Linked DNA regions of Zea mays: regions 2 and 3 are each linked to region 1. A link is a contact called in public Hi-C data. All regions are on one chromosome and are shown on one strand. The core of a region is the stretch at or near the end of the contact, and the rest is flanking DNA. Distances in the headings are between cores, read along the strand shown. Region 1 holds the start of LOC103640618 (Core-2/I-branching beta-16-N-acetylglucosaminyltransferase family protein). Region 2 has its middle 16 kb from the start of LOC100282669. Region 3 holds the start of LOC100278182 (Mitochondrial ribosomal protein L27).

Evidence for each region. Hi-C and Micro-C count contacts between places; a contact is called where the count stands out from the background.
Region 2: a Hi-C map of leaf shows a contact between it and region 1, with 4 times the contacts expected there. The contact joins the enhancer-like site here to the promoter of LOC103640618 in region 1.
Region 3: a contact with region 1 is called in a Hi-C map of tassel, with 4 times the contacts expected there. The contact joins the promoter of LOC100278182 here to the promoter of LOC103640618 in region 1. A contact is called at or near these places in 2 of 25 Hi-C or Micro-C datasets (ear and tassel).

Annotation. Positions count from the first base shown.
Region 1 is chr1:179,120,915-179,125,370 of Zm-B73-REFERENCE-NAM-5.0, forward strand. It overlaps LOC103640618 (Core-2/I-branching beta-16-N-acetylglucosaminyltransferase family protein), which reads right to left and starts at 2,316. Exons shown (of 1, transcript XM_008664034.3): 1 at 812-2,316. The coding sequence starts at 1,929. The coding sequence ends at 904.
Region 2 is chr1:179,278,307-179,283,134 of Zm-B73-REFERENCE-NAM-5.0, forward strand. No RefSeq gene overlaps it. Among protein-coding and RNA genes, the nearest start is that of LOC100282669, 16 kb to the right of the region's middle. Within about 2 kb of position 1,810, at least 17 of the 20 cell types and tissues checked have an H3K27ac peak or open chromatin away from gene starts, as enhancers often do. A contact at or near this core is called in leaf, where this site is marked.
Region 3 is chr1:179,364,022-179,368,302 of Zm-B73-REFERENCE-NAM-5.0, forward strand. LOC100278182 (Mitochondrial ribosomal protein L27) reads left to right here and starts at 1,761. Exons shown (of 4, transcript NM_001151541.2): 1 at 1,761-1,798; 2 at 1,881-2,084; 3 at 3,175-3,240; 4 at 3,408-3,742. The coding sequence starts at 1,937. The coding sequence ends at 3,472.

The DNA.
Region 1 (4,456 bases), core at 1,066-3,565:
ATTTCTAAATTTAGCCCTTGTAGAAGATTCGATGGAATCCTGATCCAGAAGATCGAAATTTGTTCTGATGACATTTGTTGTACTCTTTTTTCCTTAGTGAGTTTTTCTGAAGTTTCTCACATAAGGTTTTTAATGAGGCAACAAAGTGCAAATGCAATTTGCGTCACCATGTACTCTTTCTCCATATTTTTCCCACTGGGTTTTTGGGAGTTTTAAAGAGTCATGTGTTGGTCGCGGTATTCGCCCAAGGGGGAGTGTTAAGTAAACCTAGTTAGGGTTATATGGGCAAATACCGACTTTGCCCCTGAGGGGTCTCACATCTCTATATAAGGAACCTGTACACTCCTTCATATGATAGAGAAGAGAAAGAGGCCAGAGGCCCAACCCTATATCCTGTGTCTCGTGTGTTTCTTTTGTCGTGCTTATGGGAAGGGAGACGGGTACTCTACAACTTCTTGCGCCTCTACTGCTGACGGGAGGGAAGGGAGCGGATCTGGTGATCCGTGGTAACGTAGTTCTCAACAGTTGCAACCAAATATGCCGTTAGGATTTGTTTGGGAGCGAGGTTAACGGAAGGCTTCAGCTCCAGGGTTCAGTGGATTATCCACCCCCTCTTTCTCTCTGTCTGTGTGTCATAAAAAAGAAAGAGAATAGTTTCAGCGGACTTCACGCGGGCTTTGAAATGGGCTGCATTATCTCACTGTGTCACGTGTGGGCTGAGTATATCTCTGGGCTCGGGAATCGTCCAACGATGGGCCCGTCACCAGTGCTTGCAGATGGCCACCTGTTTCTGAAATCAGGCTAACGAAACTTGGAAGAGAAAATAAACATTATTATTTACCTCTGCCGCAGTCGTGCAATGCAAACGGAAGCAAGCGGCCTAGTAGCCTAGTAGGTAGCTAGCTAGTCACGGAGGATGACAGAGTCGGCGATCTCCATGAGCGGCGCGAGGCACCCAGGCGCGAACTTGCGCGCGAACATGTGTGAGTACGTGCCGTTGGACTTCGGCCTCCTGAGGTCCCTGATGAGGTCGGCGGACACCTCCTCCGGCCGGTACGTGCGCGGGTGGCCGTCGAAGGAGCCGGTCCAGTTGACGCTGGTGAGCGAGAACCCGGCGCACCCGGCGGGGTCCAGCATGTCCAGCAGCGTCGGGAAGTAGTGCTCCTCCGGGTAGCACGAGCGCCGCCTCTCGACGAGGCAGGGCAGCCGGAACTTGCCCCACAGCCGCCTGTCCCCGACCACCGCCACGGCGTGCCGTCTGGCGAGCACGAAGAACTGGGACCCGACGCGGAAGCTCTCGAACGGAACCTCGGGGACCATGGCGCCGTCGCCGCGCGCGCTGTACCGGTCGCGCAGCGTGGGCGCGGCGCCGAGGACCTCGATGAAGCTGCGGTGATTGGGGTCGGCGGCGAGCGCGCGGTGGAGGGCGGGAAAAGGGCGTAGCGGGACGCAGGACTGGGATAGCAGCGCGAAGAAGCGGTTGGCCGGGTCGTCGAGCAGCGCGGCGGCGATGAGGCGGCGCGCGGCGGAGATGAGCGTGGCGGAGGCCCGCTGCGTGGCCTTGCTGCCCCGCACCACGCGGCCGTGGAAGGAGCGCGCGGAGGGCGGGAGGCTGAGCGGGGTGGATGGGTCCGCGTGGACGTAGATGTTGAGCAGGCCGTGGTTCCCCGCGAAGTACTTCTCCCAGAGCGGCGCGAAGGCGAGGCCCGAGTTGGTCAGGAACAGGAACGCCACCTTCTGCTTCGTTTGCCGGTGGGCGGAGGAGGAGGAGGAGGAGGAGAGGAGCACGGCGCGGCGGAACAGCGCCAGGTCCTCCGCCTCGTCGGCGTCCGGGATCGCCGGGAGCGTGCGGGGCGGGACGAGGCGCGGCTCCAGGAAGAAGACGAAGACGGCCGGGACGAAGAGCAGAAGCATGTACGGCGGCGGCATCGTCGGCCTTGCGGCCGACCGAGGCCTCTGGCTCAGCTCAGGCGGTCAGGCCAGGAGGGGTGATGAAGGAACGACGAGGAGGAAATTTGGCGCAAATGGGGAAGTGAATTGCTGTGAGCTACCGTCATTATTACAGTATAATATACTTATAGGGCTGAGCATAGCCGGTTTATGGAAGGCATTTATAGGTGGCAAGCACGATTACAGGTGATCCAATTCCAACCAAGCGTGTTTATGGCACGTCGGCGGCGGAGAACGCGGGCATGCATGGGTCAAGAAACGGAGGGGGGAGGAAAGCGGAGGTAGGAGTGGTCGAGTGGAGACTGGAGACGAAGGGTGGGGTGGCGCGTGCTGCATCGGACCCGGATGGACCTGCAGCCCAGGCGAGGCCGCGGCTGGGCGTGAACTTTTACGCGCCCATTAAAACCAAGTCATCAGGCGCCGCGGGGGGGGGGGGGGGGGGGGGGGGGGGGGGGGGGGGGGCGGTTGCTGATGATGCTTCATGCTTGTCATGGCAAAACCCAGTAGGGATGAAAACGGTCGGAAACGGTATTTATTCGGTAATCAGTTTTTTAGTCGTTTTTCTTTGATTGCGAATAAATAGGACATATAATCTACAATACAAATTTGTATTCTTGTTTTTAACATCCAGCTTGTAAAGATTCATAAAAGGTAAACCTCAAATTCATCCTATATTTTCTCAAATAATAGATATAAACTTCGGTATGGATTCGGAAATAAATTCGGTAATTTTTTCAACGTTTCGTGTTGTAGGGAGCAAATAATACATAAAACAATTTGTGTAATATTTTATTCATATGTGTATTAATGTGCTTGATAATATAAGAAAAGATCAACATTAAATTTTATGCATATCTATTTTAAAATATTAAATTTGTTCTAACAGTTCGGATTATCGTTTTCATCCTAAAACCCACACGTCCATCCTGGCTTGCTTCACGTCAATTTTCGATTGCTACATGTCATAAGAAAACAAGGCAACACAAGTTATAAACATTAGAACAGATGGACGAAGGTTCTTATAAAAAGAAATATGAACGAAGTAACATTATATGTTATGAAAATAAGTGATAAAGTACATGACTCATCTCGTATACCTTAACATTTTTATTCTTTCTTTCTTCCTTCGTATCAAATGAAGTTACATACATATCTTCACCTCCGAAGGCTAAGCAAAACGAATCTAAGACTCCCCAAAAAAGTGAATTTATACATGATACCGTTCATCTATTTATAGGAGAGATAAACGGTTTCATATATTATATGTTCATCTATCGATGACATAAGGTCAACACTTTCTTTTATTTTTTCGTTCTTGCCGCTCAAGACTTCATCTTCTTTGTCTTTAAGACTTCGTACTCGAAGCATACCTCACATCAAAGTTGGTGATTTTCAGTCCGCACTTTCGCTACACACTTTTACAGACGAAGCTTCTGTCCCGAAGGCTAGTTTCACCTGTCCTTCGTTTTGTACTGCTTCAACGACAGATCAGCTTCGTCCGCCCTACATCATATACCTAGAATAGGGATGGCAACGAGCATATTTTACCCCACATGCTCGCAGGTAAAAACCCTATAGAGTGCGGGTTTTTGTGTGAGTTTGTACCCACTGGTACGAGTTTGATTCTCAACCCGATGAGTATGAAAATGTTATACCATACCTGCAAATCTATGTACCCGCAATGGATTATATATATATATGGTTATTTGGAGCCCAGTGATTTAAATAGTTATAGGAAGCTCTAGTCGACTCCCTCCCCTAGGACCCACGCCCGCGTGCGGCCCCACCACCATACATATCACATCCAAATCACGCGGGCGCGTTATTTTAGGGATATGTTTTTATGGCAGTTATGGACGCAATGTCAGATTTGAGCGTAAAATTGTGTCAGACGTAACATAAAATATTGTTTTTCGTCACCTCACATTCAGGGTCCTGTTTTTATGAAAGATACAATCGTCACCCACCAGACGTGCATGCATTTTTCGATTTTTATGACAGGTGTGGTTTCAGATCAAAAAATTATGGCAGATCCAAAAATAGTTGTGCATGCGAAAAATTTACATGTGGGACACTGTGTGGGCACAACCTAGATTTGAGCACAAAAAGTCTCAAGTTTGAGCGTAAATAATGTCTGATATAACATAAATGTTGATTCACTCACAACAACAAACCCGCGTCCATACAACCACCATAAATCAAAGGATTTGATTAGGTGGATTTAATACTTGAGTTGATTAGGAAATTTGATTTTTATGGTAGACACGAACACCATAAATCAAGCGATTTCCTTTTTCACCATGCTCATGAAAAATTATGCATGTGGTACATGGTGGACGCACTCCCGGTTCGAGCGTAAAATGCTTCAGTGTGTAGCGTAAAACTTTTTAGTTTGACCGTAAATACCGAGCCAACGTGATACACGTTGACAACTCTGATGCGTTAAATTCATTATCGTAAAAATCCTAAAGTTTGAACATAAAATTGTGTTAGATACAGCATAAAC
Region 2 (4,828 bases), core at 560-3,059, 160 kb after region 1:
AGACGACGGCCTATACCTCTCAAGCGCCTCATCCTGCAGTACCTGTTCTTAACCTATGGGAGGGTGTGAGAAAGCAAGAGTGAGCTCACATACGTTCATAGCTCAACAAGTTGTGGGGAATAATGTGCATGAACTCGCCAAAGGTGGGAGTTCACATGAAGTGTAAGGCTTACCAAAGAGGATGGTTAGAGCTGAGCATTGCTTTTAAAGTTGGTCAAATTTTTATTAGCAATTACTAAGTATAAGTAAATACCAACCCAATTAAGTAGTAGAACAAAAGTGATAATAACACCGGCGATGCAATGCATATGACAAATTGAATTTAATTCCATAAATTAATCATGTGAGGGTCCAAGCTGCTCATGATCGTGAGCACGGCTGATATACCAGTTTACACTCTACAGAGGTTGCACATCTTTACCCACAAGTCATGTTACCCATCTGCCAAGGGATAGCGACTCCCATACACCTCTACCTAGGAGGCGAGGCAGGGTAACACTACGAGGCCTTTATAAAGTTCCACTAGCTTCAGAAAACCCGCTACAGTTTATAGGAAGCTCCAATGCAGGGACCCCTCGCCTGACCGCCATCGCAGCAAAATCAACCCAAGGGCCTCCCTACACTGACCACTCCCCTACTGCCCTTGCCCCTTTCGGGTAAGGTAGTCTTCCACTAGCTTTCCTAATTAGTCAGCCAAGGGCGTCCCATACCACCCTTGTGGTAGCACTGTTTTCCCGGATGGTCGCCTCATGTTCCAATTAACATAATGATCTTAACATGAATAGTAAATAACAACTGATAGTAAAAGTATAATCATGAATAATGTGTATCTCTATACCCAAAACCACATAAAGCAATAGCAGGTACTACCCAAAAATTCAGTGCTGAACAAGGTATAAAGATAGTCAAACTAGGGTAACCTATTGGGTCCCATCGAAATTAACCTATGCAGATCATTATGATTAATAAGAACATGATTGGGTAATAAGAAGTGATCAAGGGCACAACTTTCCTGGGACTTGAGATTCCAGGTACCAACTTGCTTTTCAGTTGACTCGTGACCTCGCGCTAGTCGTAGCAATACAAACAAACATGGTATGGGCAAAATTAACATCACACCAAACATAAGAACAAAATACATATTAATAATCTACATACTAAAATAAGATCATAGGAACATGAATCATTAATTTTGGAGTTATGGATTTCAAGTTATGAATTTCCAAAAGTTCGAGGTGCTAGGTACAAGATTAATTAGGAGATTAATTTTAATATGGTTTTCATGTCAAAATAGAGACACTAGTTGATAAACAATAATATTACAAAATTATAGAAACTGGAATGGATCAATTTAGACTTAATATGAATTTTCTATGAATTATACAAGTTTCTAGCATTCTGTTTGTATTAAAAATCATTTTCCAAAATTTATTATCTAATATCACTACTCACTGGACTGGGCGCATTATTATCAGAAACTGCAGGGGCTAACCCGCAAGTCTCCCCATACTCATATTCACCCCGCGTGGATAGCAGGTTAGTTTAGGAAAAGCCGAGGGGCTCTTTTGCAATTTGGCTCGGCGAAGGGGTATGTCCAAATCTGGACCATGAGATCTGAGATGGAGGGCTCGGATGAAATCCGCATACGCGCTGAACCGGTAGGCGATCGTAGTCGTCGGATTGGAGATCTATGGCCACGATTTTAAATAAACCGAGATCGCGCTCGAGCCACCGGATTTAGATCCAACGGCCCCAACGCGACCCCGAACCGGTACACCTGGGTTTAATCGTAGTCGTCCAACCGCGATCGCTCGGTCCACAACCTTTCTCCTTTTCCCCTATCGACTCCGAGAACGGCGGCAACGCCCTCGCCCCGCGACGGCGCTCATGCACGGCAGCGACCATGGCCAGCATCGCCAACCACATGCCACAAGGCCCCGAAACTCGAAACTGACTAGGGTAAAAGGAAGCGGGTGACATCGTGAATCAGACAGCGGGTAACATACCATGAATCGCCCGCGCGGGGAGCCCTATCCATGGAGCACAGCGGCGTGGAGGCAATCTACTCACTCCAGTAAGAAATTGCCCACACATCGGTCGATTGTGTGCCCAGCTGATGATACCGGAGTCTCCGCCTGGCCTGGCGATCCGACCGTGCTGGACACCGAGCCCCAAAAACGAGGGAGGAGCATTCAAGCGTGCAGAGGTCGACCGCGGCGGCCAACCCACTTCGCAACACAGACTTTCCTCCTCACAGTGCCGGCGGTGCTGGTGTGGACGCTGCTTTGGGGATTGGCCATGGGTATTAGGTCCTTGGATTTATAGGCCACGGAGGCGAAGTCCGAGCTGAAGAGGTGTTGGCGATGATGCCGGACTTGCCGAGGTTCATGGAGCAGCGTCGGGGTTTGTTGAGGAAGACGGCTGCCATAGGGGCCCCACACGTCATACGCGGCGTGATCCTGTGGCGCAAACGGCATCCAAGAGACTGCACGAGGGGTCCATGTGTTAGTGGCTTCGAGCGTGGAAACAAGAGCGTGCAATGAGGATGGCGAGCGGGTCCCACCGGACAGCCGCACACACATGCCTATATGGGTCGCCCCGTGGTAAAGTCTGTCTGGGCCACAGTTTAAGTGTGAAGGGAATCAGAGAGATGGGCCACGCAAGGGTTATTGGCCCAAGCGCGATTAGGAGTTCTTCATTCTTCTCTATTTTTCCTTTTTTTTATTCATTTCCAAAATTCAATTTGGTTCCAATTTCAAATTTAAATTTTGTTTGAACTTAAGCTTTCCAATTATCCATTAAAAATGAAGATAACGCCTATTATGTATTTATTTATTTATATCTATATATTTTATTTTTATAGTATATATTCTTTTCCTTTTCTTCTCTTTTCTTTTCTATTTCTATTTTTAAATTCTGGTTTTCTAACTTAAGCTTGTCTCACAACTGGGAATAAAAAGTGCAACAATACAATAACTTCAACATGAAATGCAATTTTTGTATTTATTTATTTGTTATTTGACTACCTTAATTACATTTTTAAATATGTAAAGAGGGGAAAATCAATTAATCTCCAAGGGTTTCCAAAAATCAATAAAATACTAACACATCAATATATATATATATATATATATATATTGGTACAAATTTTAGGGCTTTACAATACTCTTATTGCAAAATTTGGTCTCTTATGAGGGAGAATTTTGATTATGGGAAAAGGGAGAGTTTTTGCCACTTGATCAAAATTACTCTTGAAACATCTCTCTATTTGCCCGAACAAGTGTGTTTGACTTATAGATAGGAAAAAGAAATTGATTTGCGAAAACAAACCAAGTGGTGGCAAAAGTGATCCAAATATGCCAAATCTCGAGTGAGAAAATTTGGTCTTCAAATCTGCACTTTTGAGAATGATGTTGCACTTTTAGTTGCTTTTTAATGTGTTGGCATAAATCACCAAAAAGAGGGATATTGAAAGGGAAATTGCCTTTCTATAAATGTTTTGGTGATTAGATGCCCAACACATATTGTTTTAGTTCATATGTGCTAAGTGGTTGAGAAGTGCAAATCAAGAATCAAGGTATGTTTCTAGCTCTAGTAAATTGTTTTTGGATACTAACATATCTCTCTAAGTGCTAGGAACACTGCCAAGAAAAGTGGAAATGAATTGGAGAAGGTTTGGCTGAGTTCAGCCAAACCAGCACCAGCCTGTGGTGCACCGGACAGTGTCCGGTGCCTAGGCTGGCCCGCCGACAAACTCGTCGCTCTCGAGAAAAAGCGAAGGCGCCGCGTCTAAAAATCACCGGACTGTTCGGTGAGTCAACAACGCCCTCGGCCAACGGTCGGCAGCGCAATCAGCGGGCGACACGTGGCCCGCGCCAACGGTCGGTTGGTCACACCGGATTGTCCAGTGTGCACCGGACAGTGTTCGGTGCCCAGGCTGGCCCGCCGACAAACTCGTCGCTCTCGAGAAAAAGCGAAGGTGCCACGTCTAAAAATCACCGGACTGTCTGGTGAGTCAACGGCGCCCTCGGCCAACGGTCGGCAGCGCAATTAGCGGGCGACGTGTGGCCCGTGCCAACGGTCGGTTGGTCACACCGGACTGTCCGGTGTGCACCAGACAGTGTCTGGTGCGCCAACGGGGCCCGAGGTCCAACGGTCGACTGCGCCAGATAAGGAAGGAGATCGGGCACCGGACTGCTACTGTTCATGTCCGGTGGTGCACCGGACTGTCCGGTGCGCCACCCGACAGAAGGCAAGAATTGCCTTCTAATTGGAACTTCAACGACTCCTAGCTGCCTTGGGGATATAAAAGGGACCCCTAGACGCATCGAGCAACATACCAAGTATTCACTAAACATCCTAAGATGCCTAGACTCCACAATCACGCAATCGGTTCATCGTGTTAGAGATATGAGCACCGTTTGAGTTGTAAACTCCCTGCGCCGTGTTTTGTGCTCTCATCTTGGCTTGTGTGGGTGTGTTTGCTACGAATTGAGTCTTTTGTGCTCTCATCTTGGCTTGTGTGGGTGTGTTTGCTGCGAAGTGAGTCTTGCGTTTGTTGCTTTCCCTCCCTTACTCTTGTGCTTCTCTTGTGATCAACATTGTAAGGGCGAGAGGCTCCAACTTGTGGAGATTCCTCGCAAACGGGAAACGAACTCTAAAGAAAAAGATTGTGGTATTCAAGTTGATCATTGGATCACTTGAAAGGGGTTGAGTGCAACCCTCGTCCATTAGGACGCCACAACGTGGAAGTAGGCAAGTGTTACTTGGCCAAACCACGGGATAAACACCGTGTCTCTTGTGTTGCTTTTCTCTGTGATTGATTTCT
Region 3 (4,281 bases), core at 511-3,010, 240 kb after region 1:
CTCTTGGTCCAGATTTTTTTTGAAGAGGCAGTTTTTAACTTTCTAGTTCAAAGTAAAAGAGATTTCAACAAAGAGGTTAGACTCAAGTCCTACGATAATAGGAGAGAAGATTGGCCAAAGTGCATGTATGGTGAGGATTGCTTGGTGCAGATGTTCGTCGAGGGGGGAATTGATGGAGGCCGGTGTTTCTTCAGATGTCCTTATGCATATGTAAAAATTAATTCTAATCCTTTGTTCTATATGATTTTGTTGTTGAGTGAACCTAACTATAAACATTTATGCAACATTTATTGGTCAAGGAGAATTGTGGGTTCACTCATTGGGTAGATCCTTGTCCGATTTTTTCGCATGCGGAATACATATCCTACCTACAGAATAGGATATTTGATCTAAAGAGAGAAGTAAGCAACATAAATGACGAGGAAGAAAGAAATAACAACAATGGAGGTGGTTCACAGGTGCAGGTATGCTCAGATCCATATTGTTGTTGCCCTTGTCACAACAAGAATGTTGGTCCTCCAACGTCTCCACCGCAGCCACAACAGACAACAACAATGAGAGGATATTATGGAGAAGAGTCCACACAATTTGGAATGTGGGAGCACTACTAGAGAACTCTTCTGTATCAATTGCTTTAAGCGTGTTGATTTTCTTTATCAATTGCTTTAAGTCGTCTTCAACAATTGCTTTTAAAGTCCAATTTAAATCCATAATTGTTCACCAATTGCTTTTTTAAGTCGTCTTCATCAATTTTAAAGTAGTTCATTACCAAATAACATTGTTCGACATTAAATAATATAGAATAAGAAGTTCATTACTACATAATATCAAATAAGCACCTAGACTGCTGAGTGCAACGGGGCCATTTGCCCTTGCGAAATGCATCAGGGTTCTTCTCCATTGCTTCCTTTGCACGACGTGCACGCTCAAGCTTCTTCTCCTTCTCTTCCCTGCATTCAGCAACACGCCTCATTTCCTGCTCGTCTTTCCATTGTTGTTCGACAGCAAGCTCCTCTCGTCTTTTCTTCATCCTCTATTTGTCCTTTGCATCCCACTTTTTAAGATTCTCCAACCACTTCTTGTCTTTCTGTGAGATTTCTGTGTCAATCCACTGCTCAAAATCACAAAGCGGTGGAGGAGTCTATAAAACATGCAATAATTAGTAGGCAAAGAAAACATGCACCACTTCGAGTTTTCAAATTGTTAACATATTAAAAGACTATTCTCACCGTTAAATTCATTCGGCGCTGAACAATCATTGACTCAAATGTATAGTTAGCACACATCCAATACCTCTGTCGATAGGTGTCATGATCCTCAGACTTGTCAACCTTGCAAGGATCACTACAAAAGTACATAGGCATTAGAACACCAGTTGGCAAAGGCAGCGGGTCGAAGGCAGTTCGGTCAAAGGACCCTTAAATTTCGATAAGATCTATAACAATCACAAATATAATATACTCACAAAATATGTTTTAATACAATGCTTACCTTTGTTTAGCAGGTTTATCACGTGTAGACATCCTACAATTTAGGTTGATGTCTCTCATTTCGAAAAATAGAAATGAGTACAAAAACTGACGGTTGACTTGGCGCCGAGATCTACGACGTCGATGTACACGTCACGTCAGTTCCACCGTAACCCTTAATCTGACATGCACGCCAAAAAAATTGGCACCGACACATAGAAACTAGACGCCAATGATGACGACAGAGAGGTAAGGATCCATTTTTTGAAATAAAACATAGTTAGAAAAAACACAAAAAGATCTAAAATACAGAAAAAAAAAGTTGTCCGGTACGTCCCCTCCCCTTCTCCTCGCGCCCCCGCAGCCGAACTCCGCCGCCACGCGCTGATCCGGTCTCCCCCGGCTGTGCAGGAACCTACGAGGAAGGCTTAGGCGTTTTCCTCGTTCGCTCGCCGCGGCGTCGGACGATGCCTCTGGGGCTGACGCTGGGGTCGCTGGGGCGGGCTATGCGGCAGAAGCGGCCGTCCTCGCTCGACATCCTCTCCTCCAAGCGGGCGCCGCGGGACTACTACAAGGGCAAGAACTGCAAGCCCACCGGGTTCCACACGCGCAAAGGTAAGCGTTTCGCCATCCAGTGGTCTAGGTCTAGCTGTTCCGGCCTTGCCCTGCAGGACAGGCGATCGTCGTACCACGGTACCAGCCAACCGCCGAAAATGGCGTCAGTCAAAATTCTACTAAGCCGGTTCAGTCATGGTGTCCACTAGTATTGGGGAAATGTTAGCAAAACCTCCTCCGGTGTTTGTAGTTACACCACGTAATATTTTTAAGCCCGTTCTTTATTCGCCTACACCAGGTTAGCTGTCTCCTGTCCTTTGACACGTAGATCAGTATAGGGGTGAAATATCCTGTGCAATCAATCAGTTTGGTTGATTGCATCTAAAACCTGCTAGCTATTTTACATTTAAGGGCATGTTCGGTTATTTTCGTTTTAGGTGTTAGTTCGGTTATTCTAATGCTATGTGAATGGGTTTGGATGGATTTTGACTTGTTATGGATTTAAACTGACTCAATATCACTCAATTCACATGGTTCAATGGTGAAACGAACAAGCCCTCATGTGGATTGGAGTGGATTGGGTGGGTGTTGGGATGGATTTTGACTTGTTATGGATTTAAACCGACTTAATACCATCCAATCCACATGGTTTCACGTCTTAGGGCATGTTTGTTTTATTTTAAATCCATATGAATTGAGGGGTAATAAATCCACTGCTAATCAAAATCCATCCAAATGCCCCCTCAATCCTCATGGTTTTGGGATGAAAGGAACAAGGCCCAACCTGTTTCCTATGAAACTGTTGACGGTTCGATTGCACCTAAAACCTGCTAGTTATTTTTGCATTAACCTCTTCCCGTTCTCGATGGTTTGATTGCACACTTGTATCGAAATGAGTGATTGCACAGGATACGCCCTGCCTGCTGCATATGTGGTGTATGGTTGTATACATGTTATTATCTTTTCCTTGTACCCACTACAATTGGTAGCTGTAGAGCTCCTGGAAGAAGCCATTCGCCGCTCTAAATTATCGAGTCAATATCTTCATTCACTTCCATACTATAATCACCAGAAGATTCTAATACCATAACCTCGGTCCATCCAACCCTTTCTTATCGGCGCTAGTGAGCAAGTCCGCATTCTTTTCCAGGCGGATACGTGGTTGTCGATGAAAAGCTGCCAAGGTTCGCAGTTCCTGACAATGACTCATTTCAAGGTAACTGGCCCCTTTTTTTCTGGTCCACACTTCACACTTTCACGACTTCAGAGTTTAGACAGCATCACAACCTGTTACGTTGGCTAAGGACGAGGTTGAGGTCCAGTCCTCGCCATGAACCGGATGCCATGTGTGGGCGATTGCAGCTGAAGCCGTTCGTGTCGCAGTGCACCAGGGACCTCGCAGCGTCGACGACATCCTCGGCCTCTCTAACTTCAGCACAGACTACTGAGAGCAGGAGCTGATTGTCATCGGACTGCTCTAGCCATTTGCAGGAAGCGAGCGACCAAGCCTTGCAGTATTGCGGCTACGTTTTCCTGGAGAGTGCCCGTGTTCAGAGGATTAGTCATTAGTGTCGGCGTCTTAGCAGCTACAGGTGGTCATTTCAGATGTATTTTTCTCTCTCTCTCTCTTTATCTTGTGTAAGGGCAAACATGTGGCGTAAGGCCCTGTCGGCCCTGTCTGTTTTCTTCCAGAATTATATAATCTAACTTATAGATTACATAAGCATCTAATGATCTGCTTATGGATTATCATAATCTAGGTATCTAGATTATATAATCCACTGATAATATATGTTGTTTGTTTGTCCCTTAACTTATTTAAGCTATATGCAGCGCCTAAATCACCTTGGAATCTCTGGTCTTAGAGCATAACATGGCGGTCACCCTTTCCATTTAATCCCGCGGAAAACTTCAAACCCCCAACAAAAAAGCTGAAAATATGTTCGTCGAAGGTTTGTTTGTAGCGACCATTTTCTTAGGCCACCGTTCTTTTTTTCTTTTCGTTGCTGTAGCCTGTAGATAGCTTGCGTAGAGTAGGAAGGAGTAGATAATTATTCGAACGGTTAAATTAATTGTAAGGGCCCCTTTGGTAAGGCTTATTTTTCAGCTTCGGCTCTGGCTCAGGCAAAAGTTGTGCCAAACACCTCTTTTTCAAATGGCTTCACCAGTGAAGTGCTTTTCCAAAATAAACTAGAGGGCATGAGCCAAAAAAAGTGGCTCACCCGGCTTCAGCTCACGTCATTTTTGCACAATAGCC